2 separate regions of the Xenopus laevis genome follow, and region 2 is linked to region 1. A link is a contact called in public Hi-C data. All regions are on one chromosome and are shown on one strand. Each heading gives the region's core, a stretch centred on a gene start, on an enhancer-like site or on the middle of the called end of the contact. The rest is flanking DNA. Distances are from core to core; before and after follow the strand shown. Region 1 overlaps bcar1.L (BCAR1, Cas family scaffold protein L homeolog). Region 2 holds the start of bcar1.L (BCAR1, Cas family scaffold protein L homeolog).

The links. Hi-C and Micro-C count contacts between places; a contact is called where the count stands out from the background.
Region 2: a Hi-C map of the XTC cell line shows a contact between it and region 1, with 1.7 times the contacts expected there. The contact joins the promoter of bcar1.L here to the enhancer-like site in region 1. A contact is called at or near these places in 2 of 4 Hi-C or Micro-C datasets (the XL177 cell line and the XTC cell line).

What each region holds. Positions count from the first base shown.
Region 1 is chr4L:41,050,986-41,055,686 of Xenopus_laevis_v10.1, reverse strand. All of the region lies in intron 2 of bcar1.L (BCAR1, Cas family scaffold protein L homeolog), which reads left to right. Among protein-coding and RNA genes, the nearest start is that of hsdl1.L, 47 kb to the right of the region's middle. Within about 2 kb of position 1,481, at least 2 of the 7 cell types and tissues checked have an H3K27ac peak or open chromatin away from gene starts, as enhancers often do.
Region 2 is chr4L:41,105,997-41,110,563 of Xenopus_laevis_v10.1, reverse strand. It overlaps bcar1.L (BCAR1, Cas family scaffold protein L homeolog), which reads left to right and starts at 1,323. Exons shown (of 7, transcript NM_001089651.1): 1 at 1,323-1,577. The coding sequence starts at 1,566.

The sequences.
Region 1 (4,701 bases), core at 232-2,731:
TGGCCACCTTAAGTGTTAATAATTATCTGACACCCAACTGTTGCATAAAGAGAGAATGAAGAGAAACAGATTCTGGGAGAGGGATAAACTTGATTATTTCAGAAATGATGCAGAATATTTAATTGTATTTATGGTGAAGAAGGTATTTTACTTGCTTGGGCTGTAAAAATGATGCACAATGTTATTAGTTAGGAGAAAATGTGAAAACATAGGAAGGATGGTAATTTTTCCCCAGAAAAGGTGGCAACCCTAATGGTTAGCCATGCAGTAATCAGAAAAGTGTACAATGAAACCCATATGCAGTGAGTAGGAGAGCACTCCATGTGCTGTCCAACTGGCGGCTGCGACCCCCCCCTCTTGTGTGCCCCCCACACATAAAACTGCTGAGATTAACTGGCCCCTGCATTGTTGACATTTCAAATTCAGACAGTAAAATCCTACATTGTTCACGTCTGTTTTGTTCACATTGGTAACACCTCTATTGTTCACACCTCAGACCCAAACTGAAAGTGTCCACATTGTTTACCTGTTTACGCCTCATACAAACAACTGGAGGGCACCAGCATTGTATGTAGCACAGTATGAAATGTTCATTTTAGAGTGATCCTGGTTTCCCTGTCTCCTGCTGTATTCTGCCTTCCCTCTGTGTGTACCATACTCTGCCTGCCCTATGGTCTATGTCCTCAGTTATATCCCCGCACTGAGCACTAAACATTTGGTTTTTTAGTGTACTACCACCATTAATGTGGACATGGTCTTAAAAATTCTTGTGGTGACATAGGTGTGGTTTAAAGTGGGTGTGGTTTAAAACAGGCAGTGGTCAACACAGGCTTCCATTATCGGCTCTCCACCATGTAGGCCAGAAAAATTCCGGCCCTCCGTACCATAGAAATTGGACTGCACCCCACTAGGGCAATTCCCATCCATAAAATTAAGATTTCCAAATCCACAATATTTGGATTCAAATGAATACAGAATCCTTCGTAAAAAGATATGCTGAACCAAACACCCATTTGCATATTAAAATACAATACATTAGAGCTACAATAGAGTTTTTTACAATTGAGAAATGCGTCAGATGGTGCTCCCAGAAGGGCAGTCTGAAGGATTCCCACCCCTCACCGTTGATTGTATTCTATTAAATACCTACCAACATTCTAAATTTGAAACATAGGACACTTTGGAATTGGCTTCAAGGGAAAGGGGCATTATGCTTTTATCAAATAAAGGTGAAGTCAGGACACTTTATTATATGTATGCACAAAGTGGAGAATGTACACACATACAGTAAAGTGCGATATATTCTTTCTAACTAAATCCTGCAAAACAATACCTCAGTGCCTCATTTTTCCCTGTGATATTCAGCACCCTTGTAAATAACTTGGTTCACATTAATGTGGACAGGGTAATGGGGGAAGGTTTGACTTTCTGCTCTCACACTGACCTTTCAGCTGGCAGTTATACCGCCCCACAGATGTGTGTGTCACAGCTATTTCCTTTCCTTTTGTTTAGTGGGACCGGCTCTTCTTTGTCTGTACCAAGCACTCTGTTCTCATTGTCTACGTTGTTAGTGCTGTGCAGGTCTCCAGAACAAAGTAAATATCGCAGATGTAAAGAACTAAATCAGCTTTTTAACAACAGTGGTTTCGTAATCGTCACTACAGCTAAAATAAAATTCTTTCTTTGTCCATGGTTTGATAAAACATGATCTGCTCTGGCATAGCAATCACACTTTATCGAGGACATAACATGCGGGAACAAGATACCACAAAAAGCTTTCACAACCTGGTCCAGTACCTTTCCTATTTTGATAAAACATGATTAGTACTGTGGCATATACCATGTTTAACCACAAACTCCCAGGTTGATTATTCTTGAACCTTTACCAGTCTTCTCTCAAATTAGTTTCACAGCCCCCTAAAATATTAGCATTGGCCTCGTTGTATCCCTCATAAGAGTCCATTTTAAGCAAATCATTTTATTTTTTGAATGATTTCCTTTTTATTTAAAAAAAACAAACAATACCATACCTCCCAACATTTTGGAAATAAAAAGAGGGACAAAAAAGTTTCCATGCAGTGCGGGGAATTTTCTGACCACGCCGATTTTTGTGACCACACCCCCTAATAACCATGTTAATTTTACGAAATTTGGCAGGTTATGAAAGTTTGCACATATTTACATGTTTCTTTTTCTGCCTGTTCAGTGCAGAGAAAAACTGGACTTTCCAGTACAAACAAGGGACTGAGCCTCTGAAAACAGGACAGTTGGGCGGTATGAACAATACCATTTAGTTAAAGGTAACTAAACTGCATGGATCCAAATTGGTGGCAAAACAATCCTATTGGGTTCATTTGATGTTTAAATGTTTTTTGGCAGACTTAAGATCTAGTCAACCAAATAACAGAAAGATCCCTTATCTAGAAAACCCCATGCTCCCAAACATTCCGGATTATAGATCCTATACCAGTATTTAGTAACCAAATTAAAATGTTTCTCTATTGTGCTAGGAATAGGGTGCATCCTATTGTGAAAGCTGCTAAAGTTTGTCTGGAATCTGGGCGTGTCTTTAATTGTTCAGCTTTGCCCGCTGCTGCAGGTATTAGCTGCTTGTGCCCATCCCTCTATACAGTAAGTGTGTCTGTACCCATAAATCATAGGTTATGCAGCAGCCGTGTACAAACACTTGGGGCTTTGGTCAGTTTAACTTTGTAGAGTGAAAACAATGTGATGTATGTTTGTCCCACACACAGTGCTGAGGATCTCCACTCGTCAATCTTGTGTATACTGAAATGGATAGCATTTTAAACCCTAAAGCACCAGCTGGGAGAAAGGCAGCCAGCATTTGGGACTCAGATACAGGATGTTGCATCAGGAATTTTCCAGGCGGTGCTCTCTACAAGTACGCTGGGTCATTGCCCTAAGACTCTGTATTTCTGGAACTTCAACTGCCAGCGCAGCAATAAACGTCAGGCCTCAGCTTGCAAGGGCAGCTTGAAACCAGCCCATCCTTTGCATTAACTCTTTCAATCTTTTTTTTTTGCCCAAGTGACAGTAAAATGTTCACAGAACAAACTCCTTGTATCAGAAAGAATGTGGTGTAATCTTTCTAGATAAGTAAACAGTAGAGGTATTTTAAAAAGAACATTAGGGGGGTTATTTATCAAAGTAAATCAATAGAATTTCTGAGTTTTTTTTATACCTCGAATGAACTCACAACTCGAATAGTTTCTTATTTAAATCTGCCAGTCTGCGGAAGTATTCCATGTTAAACATCACACATTTTACTTTTGTAAAAATAAAATCTTTCTGTTTGTTCCTCCTTGTACCATTGTCCCTGTTAAACTATCTCAAAGGCAAATGTTTAGGCCCACCTATGCCAGAAAAGGCTCCATGTTATATAATGGGGAAAGTAATAAAGTCAGGAACCTCAGAAATGTCACAGATTTCTATGGATTGGTCCTAATTTTGCGTATTACAAGTGGTGCAGTAGTTTAGAACCCCCACCTTCTAGTAATTACATTTGCCGCTTATATTACATAGCACTCCTATAAGATTCTTGAAGTAGGAAAAAGCCCAAGCAGAAATTACTGCAAAGTGCGTTTATTTACACGCCATGTTTCGGGTGTCAAACCCTTTATAAAGTGTCACAATTGATAAGGGGTTTGACACCCGAAACATGTTGTGTAAATAAACACACTTTGCAGTAATTTCTGCTTGGGCTTTTTCCTTTTTCAAGAATCTTATATTTGTACTAAATGTCTGGACGGGACGTGCAAGGAAAAGCCACGTTTGAAGGTTTGGTTGTGTATGGACAAGCAGTTGTCATTACACAGGAAAGTAAGCCTAAAGATATAAGAAACTAACCAACTAACCAACTAATGAATAGCCTACCTTAAGGCATTTATATACATGTATGGGACCTTTTATCCAAAAAGGTTGGATAAGTTTGTGGTTTTCCAGATAAGGGGTCTTTCCATAATTTGGCTAAAAAATAATTTAAACATTACCATCAAGTACAAGGTACTGTTTTATTATTACAGTGAAAAAGTAAATTAATTATTTGATTAAAACGAACTCTATGGCAGATGGCCTTCCTGGAATTTCGGAGCTCTCTGGATAATGGGTTTCTGGATTACCGATCCCATACCTGTTCCATACGTGTGATTATCTGAGTCTATTCCAAAGCCTGTTTCCTTCCTTGCCATACATTGTGGAAAGGGAGACTCCAGCTTATCAGTAACCATTTCAGAGAGAAAGATACAGGGATGTAATATGATCATTCCATGTCCTTGCAGTCAATAGTAATAGTAATTCAGTCAATGGTCAGTACACCCTGCAATTCAGCCATACCCACCACAAATGAAATTGTGCCATATCTCTTTGAGATCTCAAGGATTCAGACAAATTGGCTGGCCCTTGTGAACTGTGTTAGGCAGACTTTCTAAAATTTATTGCACATTTGTGACCTACATGATGGGAAGCACTGAACATTTAACTGCATAATGAAGACCATACGGCATATAAACAGGGTCTGGATTTAGTAATGGCATTGTCAAGCCCATTTAACATTACAGCATGATAGTAAGAGTGATCAGTTCAACAGCACAGATGTTTAGGGCTAGTCCACACGGGGAGATAGCGAAGCGTTTGCGGTCGCGGCGACAAAGCGCCGCGACCGGCGCAGGCGACAGTTTTGTA
Region 2 (4,567 bases), core at 74-2,573, 55 kb before region 1:
CCTGGAGCTACCACGTGGTCAAGGGTTTGATACTTCTCATTGAAATATATAATGTCAGACACATCATCATTTATTTATATAGCGCTGTCAAGATACACAGACACATAAAATCTCTTGCCGTTTCATGACAGAATCCTGTTGGTCAGATAAAATGTAAGCTACAAAACCTGAATAAATCCTTCTTGTAGTTCTATCTTTTATATATAAAAAAAAGAATGATTTAGCTTATCAGTAAGGAATGGGTTATTTATCTCAGGAAGTTGTAGTCGTCTGCAGTTTTTTTAAGATATGGATAGAAACCAGTGGTGTAAATAGATATTAATGAGCCCAACTGCAAATTATTTTTCAGGCCCCCAAAATGTCTAGAGGTTGATGTGTTTTGCCAATATTTATTGAAATTGTATAAGAATTAGGGCCTCATGGTCTGCCACAGGGTCTGTTCCTCTGTAGTTAATTACTCCCCTGACAGAAACAGCTATAACTACTACTCTAGTATGTATGTATTTAAAAATAGTTTAACTTCTCAACAGAACAAAAGGGTGTACCATTGTTCCACTCCAGAAAACTACTTTCAGTGTCCCAAATGCTTGCTTGGATTTTGCCAAGCAATGAATTCACACTGGACATGAGTATTGTTGTATCTAGAAAGAACAGCGAAGAACCACAATAAAAAAAATGTAGGCGTTGAGCAACGTTTAGCCAAACAAGGCACAAAGGCTCAAATGACCGGATAAAAAGCGGCGAGATTCAGTGAACAAACTTCCTCAAGGAGAAGATGGCTCCCCTAGCGGAAAACCGAGTTCCGTAGTCAGCCCTGAGCCATAGGCGAAGGATTAGGGGCAGTTTCCTGGAAGAAGCACAGATGAGCGGGGGATTCTTCCCCGCGTCTAAAGCCTAAGGCCAGTAAGAATTCCTGTTATTCCCTCCATCCTCCAGTAATCCTGCCATAAATCCCAAGCCTCAGGGCTCCAGACTGAAGTAGCGTCACACCTCCCAAGCCCCGCCCTCTCCCCTTATTTGCATGGGAAAGACCGAGTAACCAATGGGAGCGAACCTTGGCAAAGGGGCATTGATGGGATAATGTTCGCTCTCCCTCGGAATCTACTCCTCCCCTGCCTGCCCGAGAGACTGCCGGCCTGAGAGACACCCGCTGACTGTCACACGGGGAGACTGCCTGGGAGAGACTGCCGTGGAAGGCAGAGACTGTGGGGAGAAGGAGCCAATAGTACCGTGCTGCTAGCATTGCCTGTAGCAAGCCGGATAAGCGATACTGAGAGCGCGGAGATCCTGTCACTGACCGGGATACATTCGCTATCGCCTGGGGCTCCGACAGGAAGGATGACAGAAGCCACTGAACGGAGACAGTGATCGCCTGGCAGACAAAGACTCAGCGCCACCAGGACATTGTCACATCTCACTTGGTTACCGATCGGATCCAATAACCGGCACAGGGAGATGCCGACTATAGACTGATCGGCTCGGTCAAGCGTCTGTAGGCTCCATATCGGCTCCAGCAAGCAGCTCGGATTCCACGCACATCGGGGGGAGCAGACTGAGCTGGAACAATGAACTATCTGGTGAGTGCTGAGATTTGTCCTGTCTGTTTCCTCTCCGGCGCAGGGGAGAACTGGCAATTGGGAGAGACAATACTGGAGAGTGGGGGAAGGTGAGCGCGCTGCCAGCCGAGCGGCAATGCCCAACCTGCGACCTTCCAGTCACTGCTCATTACCGGTCCTAGTGCCGACCCTCTCAGCAGACCACTAGGAGGTGTAGTGAGTTTTAGTGAAACAACAGCTGGAGGATCGCACGTTTGAAATCTCTTATACTTTTTGAGTTTTCTTTAGGGTTAGTTCACAAGAGGAGATTCTGGAAGATTTTGTGCGACAAATCGCTTCTTCTTCTGGGCGACAATCTCCCTGAACTGCCTACGCGTGTCTTCCCATCCGCTTTAATGAAAAGTCACCAGCGCTAAAGCACACGCGGCGCTTAGTTTCCCGAAGTCATACGAAGTTTCCTCGTGAGGCAACTTCGAATAACGCAGCCCCACGTGTGCTTTATCGCAGGAGACTTTTCATTATAGCAGATGGGAAGACTCGCGGAGGTAGTCCGCGGAGATTGTCGCACAGTTCGCGGAGATTTTCGCACAGAATCTCCACAAATCTCCTCGTGTGAACTAACCCTTACAGAAGGATAGAGGTTTGAGTAGGGAGAAAGGACTTCAGGCAGGAGAAAGGTGATGGAGGAGGCAGTTAATGATAATGATATAAAGGTGGCCATACACGGAGAGATCCGCTCGTTTGGCTATGTCGCCAAACGAGCGGATCTCTCTCCGATATGCCCACTTTGAGGTGGGCAATATCGGGCTGATCCGAACGTGGGCCCTAGGGCCCAACGATAGGATCGTAACGATGGGTAACGGGTCGGATCGCAGGACACAATATCGGGCTGATCCGAACGTGGGCCCTAAGGCCCAACGATCGGATCCTCACGATGGGTAATGGGCGGTCGGATCGCGGGACGCATCAACGAGCAGATGCGGCCCACGATCCAACGGGATTTTTAGTCTCGTCCAATCGACATCTGGCCAACTTTCGGCCAGATATCGATCGGGGAAGCCCGTCGGAGGGCCGCATACACGGACCAATAAGCTGCCGACTCGGTTTGTTGGCAGCTTTTATCGGCCACCTTTACAGAGACAGACAGGGCATTAGTGAGGAATAAAATTGCCAATAACTAGTCCAGTCGGTTGTGAGGTAGAGGAAATCATATGGGATGGGCTCTAAAGCTGGCCGTAGATGTTGAGATTTTTAAAAGATCCGATCGTCATCGTGAGACCACGATTATCTCGGACCGATCTTACGATCGTTTGAATTGTCCATCAACTAAAAACACCAATTTGACAGGAAAACAAAGGGTAGCTGCCTGCTTAGCTCTGCAAACATAGATAGATTGCACTGGGACCGACAAAGATTTTTTAAACTGGTCGATCAATTTCCTGACAGATGTCGGCCTAAAAATCGTAAGATGTTCGATCGTCCGATTGGTCGGACTTTGCTAAAATCGGTCGTTCGGCAAGAGAAATCTTTGTGTCTATGGGGACCTTAAGCTAAATATGAGCAAGTTGGTCCAGAACTGATAACTGGAATGGCTGCCAGCAGTAAAGCAGATTGTAAGATTTGGGAGACACAGAGGCTGCTGCATGTGTTCACTGTTTAAACAGTTGTGAGCTTTGTGGTTACAAATTGTGACATTGTGCCAGAGATGGGGCAACAAGGCTCACACAATGTAATATTAAAATGTAAGTCAATGAGAGGATACAAGGACAGCCTGTTAGTGTGCAAAATAGGAGGGGTGCATACAATAACCCCCCCTAAAAGCAGCAGAAATTACAGGAAGCCAGTAACAAGATTCCCATATTACAGACATCTAGGCATTTTGCCATCTCTTTTGTCAGACTGGTGTGTTACCTGGCAGTGTACACCAGGTCAAATTTCCATCTGTTTATGTACATTTTTATACACATCAATCTTTAGTTATGTGGGATCCAATTCCGGATGCACATGTAGGTTTGTACATACATTTACTAGTATGTTTATGAATGTGTGTGCCAGAATCACCCTTCTCATTCTGTTACTATTTATCCATTGAATTTCTAGTGAATTTGTCCAGTACATTATCAACATTAATCACATGAATTATTTTTAGATCATGCTGTAACAGATTAAATTAGTACTACTTTCCGTGCCGAGGCCAAGCATAAGACCACCCCTTCTGAACCAAATGGGGGCCATATATACTAACAATGGGTAAATTTGTACCATTGCAATATCTTAAAGCAACCAATCAGAGACTTACTTTCGATATTCAATCTGCAGTTGTCTGCTCAAAGTTATTTTGGAAGTGGAAGTTACATCTAGCATATATTAAGAGTGGGGGTTAAGTCACTTCCAGATTGAGCATTTAACACAGCATTTGCATCTGATTCATTAGATGCAAGTCTGGTGTACTTATTGATGCAATATGCTGTGGGTTCCCTAACATCAGTAAGCTCAGTTTTGCAGCTTTTATTAGAAGAGACAGAATGGATGCGTTGCCAATCAGGCGGAAGTACCTCATAAAATACATCAATATGGTCTCGATGGTGTCCATTTAAGAGAATCCGCTATAGCAGGTGTGTTCTTAAATTACCCCTATAGTGTCTGTAAGATAATGCACAAAGTTGTAGTGTAAACAGAGCTCCCACAGGTATATTATATTTTTCAGTCTCTCAGCATCCTGAGGGGATTTCCTTTTGGCCCCCTTCTTTTATGTACAATAGATCTGCACAACTCACATAGTTTTCAGATATTAAATTACATACAATGCCTTGCTTTTGTGTTGTGGCCAAAAATGAAATCTGCTCAACATAAATAAGGTCATATGCGTCTTTTTCCCTTCTTTCTTTTTGTCCACATGTGAAACCAATCACATTGTTCTGCAAATTATATGGAGTGGCGGAAATAAATAGCGCGTTTGCCTCTGCCGATAGCCTCTGACGTGTGATGGATGATATAATTATTGCATAAAT